2 separate regions of the Capra hircus genome follow, and region 2 is linked to region 1. A link is a contact called in public Hi-C data. All regions are on one chromosome and are shown on one strand. The core of a region is the stretch at or near the end of the contact, and the rest is flanking DNA. Distances in the headings are between cores, read along the strand shown.

What was found. Hi-C and Micro-C count contacts between places; a contact is called where the count stands out from the background.
Region 2: a contact with region 1 is called in a Hi-C map of liver, with 4 times the contacts expected there. The contact joins the enhancer-like site here to the promoter of SH3PXD2A in region 1. A contact is called at or near these places in 3 of 5 Hi-C or Micro-C datasets (blood and liver).

What each region holds. Positions count from the first base shown.
Region 1 is chr26:27,343,276-27,348,801 of ARS1.2, reverse strand. It overlaps SH3PXD2A (SH3 and PX domain-containing protein 2A), which reads right to left and starts at 3,481. Exons shown (of 14, transcript XM_018041254.1): 1 at 2,937-3,481. The coding sequence starts at 3,008.
Region 2 is chr26:27,485,241-27,491,602 of ARS1.2, reverse strand. It overlaps SH3PXD2A (SH3 and PX domain-containing protein 2A), which reads right to left. Exons shown (of 14, transcript XM_018041254.1): 5 at 6,170-6,261. Among named protein-coding and RNA genes, the nearest start is that of SH3PXD2A, 140 kb to the right of the region's middle. Within about 2 kb of position 2,257, at least 3 of the 5 cell types and tissues checked have an H3K27ac peak or open chromatin away from gene starts, as enhancers often do.

The DNA.
Region 1 (5,526 bases), core at 2,232-4,731:
CTTTCATAAACAGGCCAAAACACAAGACCCTTGGTATCTAGGCGGCTCCACATCCATCCCAGAGACAAGCCTGTCCTGAGAAGACCTCTGCAGTGTGTTCCCAGCATTCTGGAGCCAGCAGAGCCCCTCCTGCTTGGGCCCCAGGCCTCTCATCAGCTAGCTCCGGCTAACGTGCATATCCCATAAAGCCACTTGGCTCTGCAATTTGCCAAACCACAGACTCAGAATTCACCATCACCTCACCAGGAGAGGCGGGAAGAGGGCAAGCTTCTACAGTACAGAAGGGCTTGCAGGACATACATGACATGGGCGCAGTGTGTCCTGCCAGCTACCCACACCAAAGTGCCTTGGCCGGAACACTTGACCTTCTGGTGTGTGGTGTTGGCCTTGCAGAGGCCAAGGGAGGAGGCGACCCTAGGCTTCAGAGGCGCTGCCTCCCCGCCTGGCTCCTCCTGCCCTGTTGGCCCCGTCGACACATCCTACTATCAGCCCCCTCTGCTGATGCATTAATGCCCCACACGTGCAGGAACCTCTTGCTATGACCAGATATTTGCTTTCCTCATCAACCCCAACCAGCCTTCCAGGGCACTTAGATGAACCCAAGCCACGTGATGGGCAGAAGGCCAGTTAGACCCAGGTGCTGTGACTCGCTGTGTCACAAGCAACTCTACCCCAACCGGTTCTCAGTTTCCTCATCTGTAAAATGAGGGGTGGAGTCTCATGAGTCCTCAGGTCCCTGCCAGCTCCACAGTTCCGTAACACACAACAGTGTCTCCTTTAGCTGTTTTCCACAACCTGCGTTCAGGGCTCTGCATGCCCCGTCTGCTCAGTGACATCACTCCCGGCCCACACATAGCATCATCGATTCTTAACACGGGAAGCGGACACATCCCAGAAAACACTGTCCGTGAAAAGGGAGGAAATGATCATGTCAATGGAATTGGACAGGACTTTTTTTTTTTGTATTTTTCACAGAGAACAAGTTATTAGCAATCTTAAAACCCCAAATCTTTCTTCCTTCTTGCCAGACCATTAATAGCTGCTTTTCAAAAGTGCTTTCTTAGTCAGAATCATGCCAATCATAAGCTACCATCTAATGAGTGCCTTATGTGCCAGGACCGCACTAAGTGCTTTGCATGGATGATCTCATTTAATTCTCCAGACAATCCTATGAAGTAGATACTACTATTATCCTCATTTGAAAAATGAGGAAACAGGTACATGGAGGTTCAGTAAGTTGCCCAAAGTTGCATAGCTACTCAGTGTCTGAGCCTAGCTTTGAACGAGAGCCTCTCACTCAAAGCCTCAGCACTAACCACCTCTCAACACTGTTCGCAGGGGGCCCCTCGTCCCTTTAGCAATGCTCCTGGCTGGTGTGTTCTACATCTGTAACCTTGGACATCACTGGTCAAAGCTAAGCTTTGATGTTTCACCTAAGATCCACAGAGAGTGCCATCTGTTGAAAGCAGTGCCTACCTTATCTGAGGACTAGAAAAGAAGCCCTAAAACTGCAACGTTCAAGAAAAGAAGTTAGGAAGGCTGACTTCATAATAAGGGCTGGGATATGCCGATGGACATCTGCCTCAGAGGAGGGCGACCACACGGGAACCCAACTCCTCCAAAGACAGCTTTCTCAAAAGGGCAGGGGGAGATGCCTGCTGGGCCAGTGACACAAAAGGACGAACCCTCCCACCAGCATCCACCTTTCCGTCCCCTCAGGAACCAGACTCCTTGGTTTACCTCCTCCCCAACCTGAGCCCAAGCTAATTTATTCCACTAAAAAGAAACCCGAAGATCAGAGCTATTGGGGATAAAGACAGAAAGAGTAGCCTGAGGCTGACATTAGCACAAATCCAGTCCCCTTCCAACAAGGAAATAAAAGGCAGAGATCAATGTGCTGTCTAGGGCAGCAACCCACAGCCTGTTTTAATTGTGAAAATTAATGCTTTGAGCATTCTAAATGCTCCTTTAAATGCCTAATTTGCAAATAAGATGCAGTCCTTGCTGTCTGTCTCTTCCGTCTCAAGAACAGGAGCAAAGCGGCTAGGACTGGCAGCCTCGGGAGCCAGGGACACCATTTACTGCCTAAGGTGGGAAAGATGGGAAGACGGGATGGGCTGAGATGAAAGGGCGTCGCGTCCTACTGGCCCCCAGCTCGGCTCGGTCAACCTTAGCCCCTTCTCATTAAGTCTGGGAAGGCAGGGGGAGGGGCAGCCGGCTCCTCCTCGGAGACCACAGCAAACATTTCCCTCCTCGTGTCGGAGACCGAGCATCACTTAAGAGGAAATGAACCCCGGTTAAGGGTCACGTCCAGAGGAGGGATAAAAGGAAAAGCCACAATTTTCCTCACACCGACCGACAGGAGGGCTTTAAGAAGGAAATCAAAGCTCAGGGCTGAGGGTGGAGGTAGGGCAGGGGCGCGGCGGCTTCTCTCGGCCCCCCAGACCCAAGCCTGGGGAGACAGAGACCAGGGCACAAGTAGGAGGCTCGTGCGAGGCGTCCGTCCCCAGGGTAAACCTCTGAAAGCATCTCGGTCTGCGTGCGCCTGAGCGACCCGAGCCCCCAGGGAGGGCCGGGAAGATGCTCTTTCCCAACGGAGCTTCCCAGCAAGGGTTTGAAGAACGTTCCCCCCACCATCCATCAAAGCTCAGGCGGACAGATGACTTCACCGTTGTAACAGACAAGGGCAGCCACTTGCCAATTCCAATGCCAAAAAAAGAAAACGGGCGTGGGGCGGGGGAGTGGAGGGGAGAAGTGGAGGAAGGTCAGAAAAGGCTTCCCTGGAGATCACAGCCCGGCGAAGAGACTCCACCGCCAAAGGCTGCCCTGTAGGCGCTCAGCTCCGGGACTTAACAAGGAGAGGGCTGAGGGGCCACCCAGGGGCCCTCAGGGGGTTCCTGGCCAGCCTCCCGCAGGGGTCGTGGGGGCGTACTCACATAGTGCTTGGAGGGGTTCCTCCGTTTCTCCACGTCCACCACGGTGGCATCTTGCACGCAGTAGGCGAGCATCTTCCCCCCACAAAGCGAGTGGCGCCCCCCGGCGGCGTCACCTTCTCATCCCGGTCCGGCCCCGGCTCCTTGTCCCGCTTCCCGGGTCCCCGGGTCTCCCCAGCTACCTCGGGCCGGCGCGCCGCTGCCCGGGCTCCCCAAGCCCACAGGTACAGCCGCTGGGCGGGGGCTGTTCAGAGGGCACGCGGGCTCCGTGCGCCCGGGCGGCTCCCCGTGGGCCTGCCGCGCTCCCCTTCCCTCCCGCGCCGCCGCAGCTCTCCGGCTCGCCCGCCCGCTCTCTCCGCCGCCCGGTGGGTCCGGCGGGAACTGGCGGAGCAGAGGAGGGGCGGGGGTGTGTCCCGCCGGCGAGGGGACGGGGCGGGGGCCCCGGAGCCCGCTGTCAGCGCGCTGGGGAGGGGCCGGCAGCGCCCCTTCTCTGCGCTCCGGCTCCGGGGGGCTCGGCGCTGACGGAGGCTGCGGGCGCAGGAGGCGGAGGCAGGGCCGGGCAGGCAGAGAAGGGAAGGGAGGGGAGAGAGGGGAAGCGCGCGGGGAGGGGCTCCGGGCCCGGGGGAGGGGCTCGGGGCGACGGGGAGGGGGGCTGCAGCCCGGCCGGAGAGGCCGGAGCGGGCCCGCGCGCCCCCACCGCGCAGAGAGCGCGGCCAGCGGCCTGGCGCGGCGCTGGGCGACTTCGCCAGGCACAGAAACTCGGGGTGGCTTCGGAGGGAGGAGGGGCGAGGGGGAATGAACCGAGCGCGCCCCCGCCCTGGCTTTCGGTCTGGGAGCGGATTTGTGCCTTTGGGCCCCCAGCTTTACGGCCCCCTCCCACCCCTATCCCCTAGAGCTCTTTCATGAAAAGCAGTTTATTACCCCACTGTTTTCGCTCAGGCCCTCCGAGCTGGAGTCAGGACTGGGGAAGCAGGCGGCATTAAATCTTTCAAGCCAGAGCCTCTTTTGAAAAACCACCTGCCCCCCTGCGGATCACAAAGGGTAAAATTCTCCCCGGAAATGTGATCTATCCGCTGCCTGAGTCGCTTATCGATCTGAGCCTGGATAACCAATCTGTGATATCATTTACCAGTGAGGTTACAAGAAGATAACACTCCTGCCTTTAAGCCTAAGGCTTCCCTGGGACCCTCTCCTCCAGGTCGGGGAGGAGGAAAGGGAAAATCCACCATTGGGTTGGGGACTAGCTCATCGCTGGCCCCAGGCTCTGACTTTCTCACCGCCTCTCCCTCTGGTTTAGAAAACCGACTGTTCAAATCACTTGTCCATCCCTGGACTTGGGACGCAATTACTATTTAATTCAATTTACACCCCAACCCTCCCCCCCATCTGTTTCCAGCATTTTTCCATTCTAATTTCAAATATTTAAAGTAGTGTCTTCACAATTAATCCTATTGTTCACAATCACAATAAACTTTGTGACGTGGAGCAATGCCAAGCATCTGAAATGGAGGCCAAGAGTTCTAATTGTGTTAATACTTTTTTCTCTGTACTGTCAGAACTCATGTAGATCTAAGTTCTAAGACTGTTCACACAATTGCTTGGTACAGAGTAGCCTATTGTCCTTCCAGCTTTCTCGAAGGGTGCTAGGACACCAAACGATGCTGCTGTCTAATTAGTTGACCTAGAGCAAATCACTTAATACCACAGAGTCATTTTAAAGTTTTCTGTGAAATGGGGGTGCTGAACTTGATGGTCTTTTAAGATTTCTCCCTACATACATTCCAAACTCCTAGCAGGAGTTACTCCTTTGGAGACAATTTTGAGGGTTTGTTTTGTTTTGTTTTTCATAATTAGCATGTATGGATATTGACATTTAAAAATATATATTTTTTTAATTTCTTCTCTAAAATTCTAGAAGTTTAGGCTTGATTGAGCACTTATTCTGTGCTCCTTTACAGGGCATTAAAAAACAAAAGAAAGTGAGATAATTCAGGTGATGTTTGTGGAACTGAAAACTGAATCCAATTGACAAATGCTTGTCCCTTCCCTCAAAGAGAAGAAAGTACACTTGAGAAATAGGGACACCATTAAGACAGTATGTAATAAAAGGTCCATTGCATGCTCAGTTGTGTCCGACTCTTTGTGATCCCACAGACTGTAGCCTGCCAAGCTTCTCTGTCCATGGGATTATCCCAGCAAGAATACTGGGATACTGGGTTGCCATTTCCTTCTCTAGGGGATCTTACTGACTTAGGGATCGAACCTGCATCTCCTGCTTGGCAGGCAGATTCTTACCTCTGAGCCACCTGGGAATGTCCGTTATTGTTGTTGTTCAGTTGCTGAGTCATGTCCGACTCTTTGTGACCCCATGGACTGCAGCATGCCAGGCTCCCCTGTCCTCCCCTATCTCCCGGAGTTTGCTCAGATTCATGTCCACTGAGTCAGTGATGCTATCTAAACATCTCATCCCTTGCTACCCCTTCTCCTTTTGCCTTCAGTCTTTCCTAGCATCACAGTCTTTTCCGATGAGTCAGCTCTTTGCATTAGGTGGCCAAGGTATTGGAACTTCAGCCTCAGCATCAGTCCTTCCAGT
Region 2 (6,362 bases), core at 1,008-3,507, 140 kb before region 1:
GTCTCTCATGTCTCCTGCATTGGCAGGGAGGTTCTTTACCATTAGCGCCACCTGGGAAGCCCAAACGCTCCATAAACACATCTTCTATTTCCTTCTCCTAGCACCAAGCAGGTAGGTTTGACTATGGAGAAGGTCACAGTGGTCTCAGCGGAAGCCTGGATCCTAAGATCGGGAGTCAGGCTCCCAAGCAAGGCTGATCTAGAGTTTGACCAGGATTGAGGTAGTGGGGGCTCCTGGAAGAGGCTCCCCCCATTCACAGGGCTATCCTGGCTGCTCGGCCACCCCCATGCTCCATCTTCCTGCTGGGTCCTGAGGCAGGGCTGGCAAAGCCCCCTCTGCCCTGGACACTGCTTTTCCCCGAGGAGGCAGCCCAGCCTCCATCCCCTTCGGAATGGAGAGGGAGGCTGGGAGGCCTTTTCTGGGGTCTTTACTCACACCACCGCAGCCCCGGAGTGGCTCTGTCCTCTGCCCAGGGCCTCCAACTCTGGAAGCCTCGCTCAGCACCCTCCACTTCAGCACCTGGGCCACCTTCACGAGGCCAGGGCCCAGACCCCAACCTAGCACGCGGCCCAGACCAAGTAGGACAGGCTCCCTGCCTTGCCAGCCTGCAGGGCCAGGGACATGCGGCGGTGGCAGGGGGGTGGACCCCGGACCAGATGGAGGCCAGCCACTGGGACAGGCTGGGGCAGGGACGGAAGGTCCCTCTGAACATTGGGCCATTGTTTCAGGCCACAACAGAGGGTGGCTCTGTGGCCCTGGGGCTGAGGAACAAAAACCTGTTTAGCAAGGCCCTGTTCCTCCCATGCAATCTCAAGAATTTAACCAGGGTCTTGCTGGCTTCAGCAGTAGAAAAAGGGCTAAGGGGACAGGACCAAGCCTAGAAGTGAGATGGGTGGCAGGGACAAGAAGACCCTCAGTCACTGTGTGAGCCCACTGTGTGCCGCTGGGATATGGGGGTTCCTAAGGGCTCCTAGGCCGATGGGCTGGCAGCAGGCCCATGAGTGGGAGGTGACAAGAGGGGGCCCCAGCCCTGGCCTCTGTTCTCTCTGTGACATGGGGGCCAAACGTGTGCATGCCACCTGCCCACAGGCTCAGGCTGAGCACAGAGGGCCACCACTGTCAGAGGAAGAGGAGGCCTCACCCCTACAAGTGGCAGACCTGTTCTGGGGGTGGGGGGCAATTCTCTTGCTGCAGTTCCCCCTGACCCAGGGCTACCACCATGACAAGGGTGAGCCTGGCCTTGGGTGGTGCCAGCCCTGTTCTGGCACTTTCCATGTGCCATCCTCCCCAAGGCCCTTGGGGGCAGGCACTGTCATTACTCACACTGGACAGATAAGGAAACTGAGGCACAGAGGGGCCAGGGAAACCAGACCTCCCAGCTCCAGAGGGTTGGGGAGTGCTGCTCACTCTGCAACCTGGACAGTGGGCAGTACAAGTTTTAACCTTGTTAATCAGTCCTGACCTGGGTTCAGTCAACATTTACCAGGGGCCAGGCCCTGCGGAGGGTGGGGGTGGGCAGCCAGAGAATGTGGGTCCCCGTGGCGGGGAGAGACCATAAACAACGTGGTGTGGCTGGTGCCACAGCCAAGGGCTACGGGCTTTTGCTGGGGAGCAGGGGGCTTCCTGGAATGTCTGAGGGCTGAGAAGGACTGGGGCTGGGGTGGGTGGGGAGAGGGGTCGAGAGTGCCCTATGCCGAGGGGGAGGCTGGGCCTGGGCTTGGGGGCTGGGACGGCAGGCTGCACCCCTGTGTGGGCAGCTAAGGATGAGGGCGGGGCCTGTGGGCCAGGAGGTGGGAGAGATGGGAAGGCTGGTCTCAGGCCCTCGGGCCTCATGGGGCTGTCCCCCTCCCACCCCCATTCTCTGAGGGATATGCAACATGCTGGAGTCTGAGGACATCGCCGCTAGGCGGCCCTTTGAGAACCTTAGGTTCGCTGTTTCAGTAATGGGAATCGAAACTTGAACAAAAAGAGGTCTTTGCAGGGTCACGTGGTTGACTGGGTTGGGAGTCCAGCCCGGCAGCCTGGACTCCCGTTTCCATCACTGACACCACGGGAATCAGAGCTGAGGGACTGGCTGCCCGGAGGCTCCCCGGGGAAGCCAGGCCGGAGGACGCCTGCCTCCCTGGCCCACTGGCTCAGCACAGGGGTCTTGGGTGCTCAAACATGGCTAAGCCAGGGACAGCTGAGCCGGCAGATGTGGCCCCAGGCCCGGGTGGCCACGTGCACAGCCCAGTGGGTCATCTTAGGTCCTGGGGTGTGGCCTGCCTGGGGCCAGGCTCACCTGGATGTCAGAGTCCACCCAGGACTCGCCCTGAGCTGAATCCCCTTGCGTTCTAGGGGTGTGTCCTTCTCCCCCTCCTTCTGGATCTGGTGACCAGGGCCTCTCCCCACCCAAGCCAGCTACGCGGCTGCCCCAGAATCCACACAGGAGAGGGGGTCACGGCACCCCCAGCTTCTCTTGCCAGCCCCCCTGCCAGCTGGGTGACCTTCAGGGAGCCACGGCAGCTCTCCGTGCAGTCACGTCACAGCCTGCCGCCCGTGGGGGACTAACACGGAGCCTGAGTGACACCACTCACCTGTCCTGCACGTCTCCTGCACACCTGCTCTGGGCACTGGCGATACCGTGATCTGGTCCTGCTCTACCAGCCTGACAATAACGCGGGGAGGGAGCAGGGCATGTGGGAGGCAGTGATAACGTTCCCTGCAGGAAGATGAAGTCAGGACAGGGAAGCCAGTGCTGGGGATTTTAGGCAGGAAAGCCAGGAGTGGCCTTGCTGGGCAGCTGTTTGAGTCAATATTGCAAGGAGGTGTGGGACCAGGCTGGGGGCTCTCCTGGGGAGGGGCTGAGTATTCCAGGTGGAGGGGAGTGCCAGTGTGAAGCCCCCATGGCAGAACATGGCTGGAGGGTGTGAGAAGGGGCAGGAGGTGTGGCTGGAGCCGAGCCAGCTGGCAGAGGCAGCAGGTGCCACCAGGGGCAAGGGGGGAGCAGGCGGAAGGGCCTTGACTCTGAGCAACACCAGAGGCGTGGAGGAAAGTGACAGAAGAGGGACATGATCTGATGTACATTTTTAAGTGGTCATTCCATCCTCTGTGTTGAAAATGGACCATGGAAGGCAAAGGCAGAAACAAGAGAACAGTCAGGCCAGAATCCAGGGGAGGTAAGGCTTGCCCCTCCCTGCCCCCAGGGTAGCAGCTGGGGAGACGGTGAGATGCGGTCAGAGTTTGGGTGTATGCCGAAGGTGGTGCCTGAAGGATGTGGTGACGGGTTGGTTGCAGGGGTGTGAATCCAGAATAATGCCAGGATCTGGGGCCTGAGTCAGAGCCCTCCGGAAGAGGTCAGTGCTGCTGAAGGACCCGCTAGCCAGTAGTTCGAGGAGAGGAGGGCAGGGCACTGGAGCAACCTTTGCATTCTTAAGCAGCCACATAAGAAGGCAGAACCACCATGGCCACCCGTGCCAGGCTCACCAAACATCTCTATAAAGAACCCCCTTTCTGTGCGGGGCCCATGGTCTACAGCAAAGGCTGGCAGCCCAGAGGTGGGCCCCACTCTCCACCCACGGAAGCCAGCGAGCGGCCTGGGATCAAAGCCGAGGGGCTGGGGCCTGTTGCCCACCTCCCCCACCTAGCTGGGCTGTTTTGCAACCTTGTCTTCCTCACAAGATGGAAAGGGCCACAGTCCCCCACCCCAGCCCCCTGAGCGCTGAGGTCCCGCAGCAGCACACTTGAAAGAGGCCGGGGTTATCTGCAAAATTCCAATTAAATCCACAGGCTTTGATAATTTGATAAGCCACTCCACAGTCGCCCCAGAGTCAAAATACGCTGTTACTTGATCTCGTGTTTATGTTTCAGGATGGAGGGGGGAGGTGTGTGGTGGTCTGGGACAGTGCATGCAGTCCTGAGAGGGAGGGATGCAAGCACTTGGCTGGCAGATCGTCAGCGCGGGTCCCCCTTGGGTCTGAGCTACACTCTGCACGGAACACAGGTCTCTCTACGCAGGTCCTGGAGGCCGAGAGGGGCCAGGGTGGAGGAAACCTTTGGAACTCTGGGGCCACAGCCAAACCCACCTCCTGACCCTCAGGCCTGTGTCACGCTGGAGTGGTTCTGTTTCCAGGCCCTCTCTTGCCAGACGAGATGTGAACTGGCCCAGGTGGCCGGTACCACATCAAGAAGAGGCAGATAACCCCTGTTGCCATGGAAACTTGGAGACTAAATTGCTTTATGACTCCTCCCTGCAAAAGCCAGGCTGTGATCTGCACAGGTGGAGTGCGCAAGGAGCCACGTTCCATTCTGTTCCACAACCTCCCATCCAATGGGCCAGTAGCACTGGCCGGGTTATCTCAGTACACGTGTCCTCTCAGTAAGCCCCTGGACTGCCCCAGGAGTCTGGCATTCCTGCTTTTCAGGGATAGAAACACAGAGAGGCTGGGCAAATGATCTGAGATCACAGAGATTTGAGTGGTGGGTATGGACCCCACAGCCTGCCCTGCAAAGCCACGCCTGTGGCCTCACCAACACCTAACTGTCTCCCTAAGCCTGGTTTCCACCATTCCTTGAGGGCCTTCCAGGGATGGGCAAAAGGCTAACCTACTACCATTGGTCCATTTCCCTGGTGGCTCAGTGGTAAAGAATCCAGCTGTAATGCAGGAGTTACAGGAGACGCAGGTTTGATCCCTGGGTTGGGAAGATCCCCTGGAGGAGGGCGTGGCAACACACTCCATTATTCTTGCCTGGAGAATCCTGTGGAGAGAGGAGCCTGGAGGGCTACAGTCCATGGGGTTGCAAAGAGTAGGACTCTGAGAAGGGCCATGTTGGCCCTGCCATTAGTCTACAGGGGAAATAAGACCAACTTATTTAGCTGACTGCCGGAGAGTGGGTGTAGGGTCACCAATCGAAGGCAGGGTCAGCTGATTTTATGGCAATGCACCTACTACTTCACCCATCCAGTGACAATCCCCCTGGGCACACGATCATCTGTGACTCCAAGGATCAACCCACCTGGGGAGGGACATCTCCTCTCTCCCCATGGGAGGAAGGAGAACAAGAGGCTCTGAGAGGCCAGCACAACCGGGGAGTGGTGGGAGGCCAGCACAACCGGGGAGTGGTGGGGCCAGGTGGACCCGGGAATGCTGTGGCCTAGGATGGAGTCTGGGCATGTGTGTGAGATTCCAGCATGACCTAGTGGGTCATCTTGACCACCTGGCCCAGGGTATCCTGCTTCCAGAGAAGAAAAAAGACCCGCTTGGTTCCCTATTTCTCCCCAGCATGGAACATAGACCATCTCGGAACCATGAAGAATCAAAAGATTTTAGTTCAAGTCTCATGCCTGTCCCATACCCAGCTAGCTGTATGGCTTCCGGAAAATGCACCTAACCTCATGAGCCTCAGTTTCCTCCTCTGCAAACTGGGCTACCTTGTGTGCACGCTAAGTTGCTCAGTCACGTCCGTCTCTTTTCAACTCTGTGGACCGTAGCCTGCCAGGCTCCTCTGTCCATGGGATTCTCCAGGTAAGAATACTGGAGTGTGTTGCCCTGCCCTACTCCAGAGGATCTTCCCGATCCAGGGATCAAACCCAGGTCTCCTGCATTGCAGGCAATTCTTTACTGCTGAGCCACTAGGGAAGCCCCTAGGCTCCCTAAGTCTATTGTAAAATGCTACAGGTAAAAGCCATTTGGTAAATACTCTGCATGCACTCGTTGTTTTTGATAATAATTACAGCATCTGTTGCCAGATCCTATAATATAGGACCGCTGGGTTGCTCGGCGGGTGAGGTTCGCCTGGGCAGCACATGTCCTCCTGGTTCTGCATGTCAGTTGGGCGCTTGGTATTGTCAACAAATAAGAGCAATGGCTGCTAATCCCATGTCTGAACGGCATGACCTTATATTTTGTTATCTCATCTGCTTCTGACAATAAGCTGTGAACCAGAAAGAGTTTGCACGAAAACCTGCTCCCCAGATGGAGAGACACCCGCCCTTGCCAGGTCTGGGGCCAGAGAAACGAGGAACAAGCCCGGGTCGCAGGAGTCTGGGCACCGCTGCTCTTCCTTCCTTTGGTCCATGCTTAGCCCCGCTGGCCTGGCCAGCACCCCCTCTACTCTATCCCCACGTCTGGAGCCTCTCCAGGCTGGCCTCAGCATTAGCCTCACAGGAGAGGCTTGAGTTAGCACTTACTCTTTGGGGGGGTTGACATCCTCCGGTCGGGCCTCAAAGAACCGAAAGACTTCATCACACTGTGAAATATGGGGTGGTAGCCGGACAAGGGCCTGTGGAAAGATGGGAAGAAAGGGCATTAGGCCTGATGACACTGGGAGCAGGGAAACCAAAAGCTAGGTCAGCTTGGGCCAACAGCGATGGGGGGAGCTCG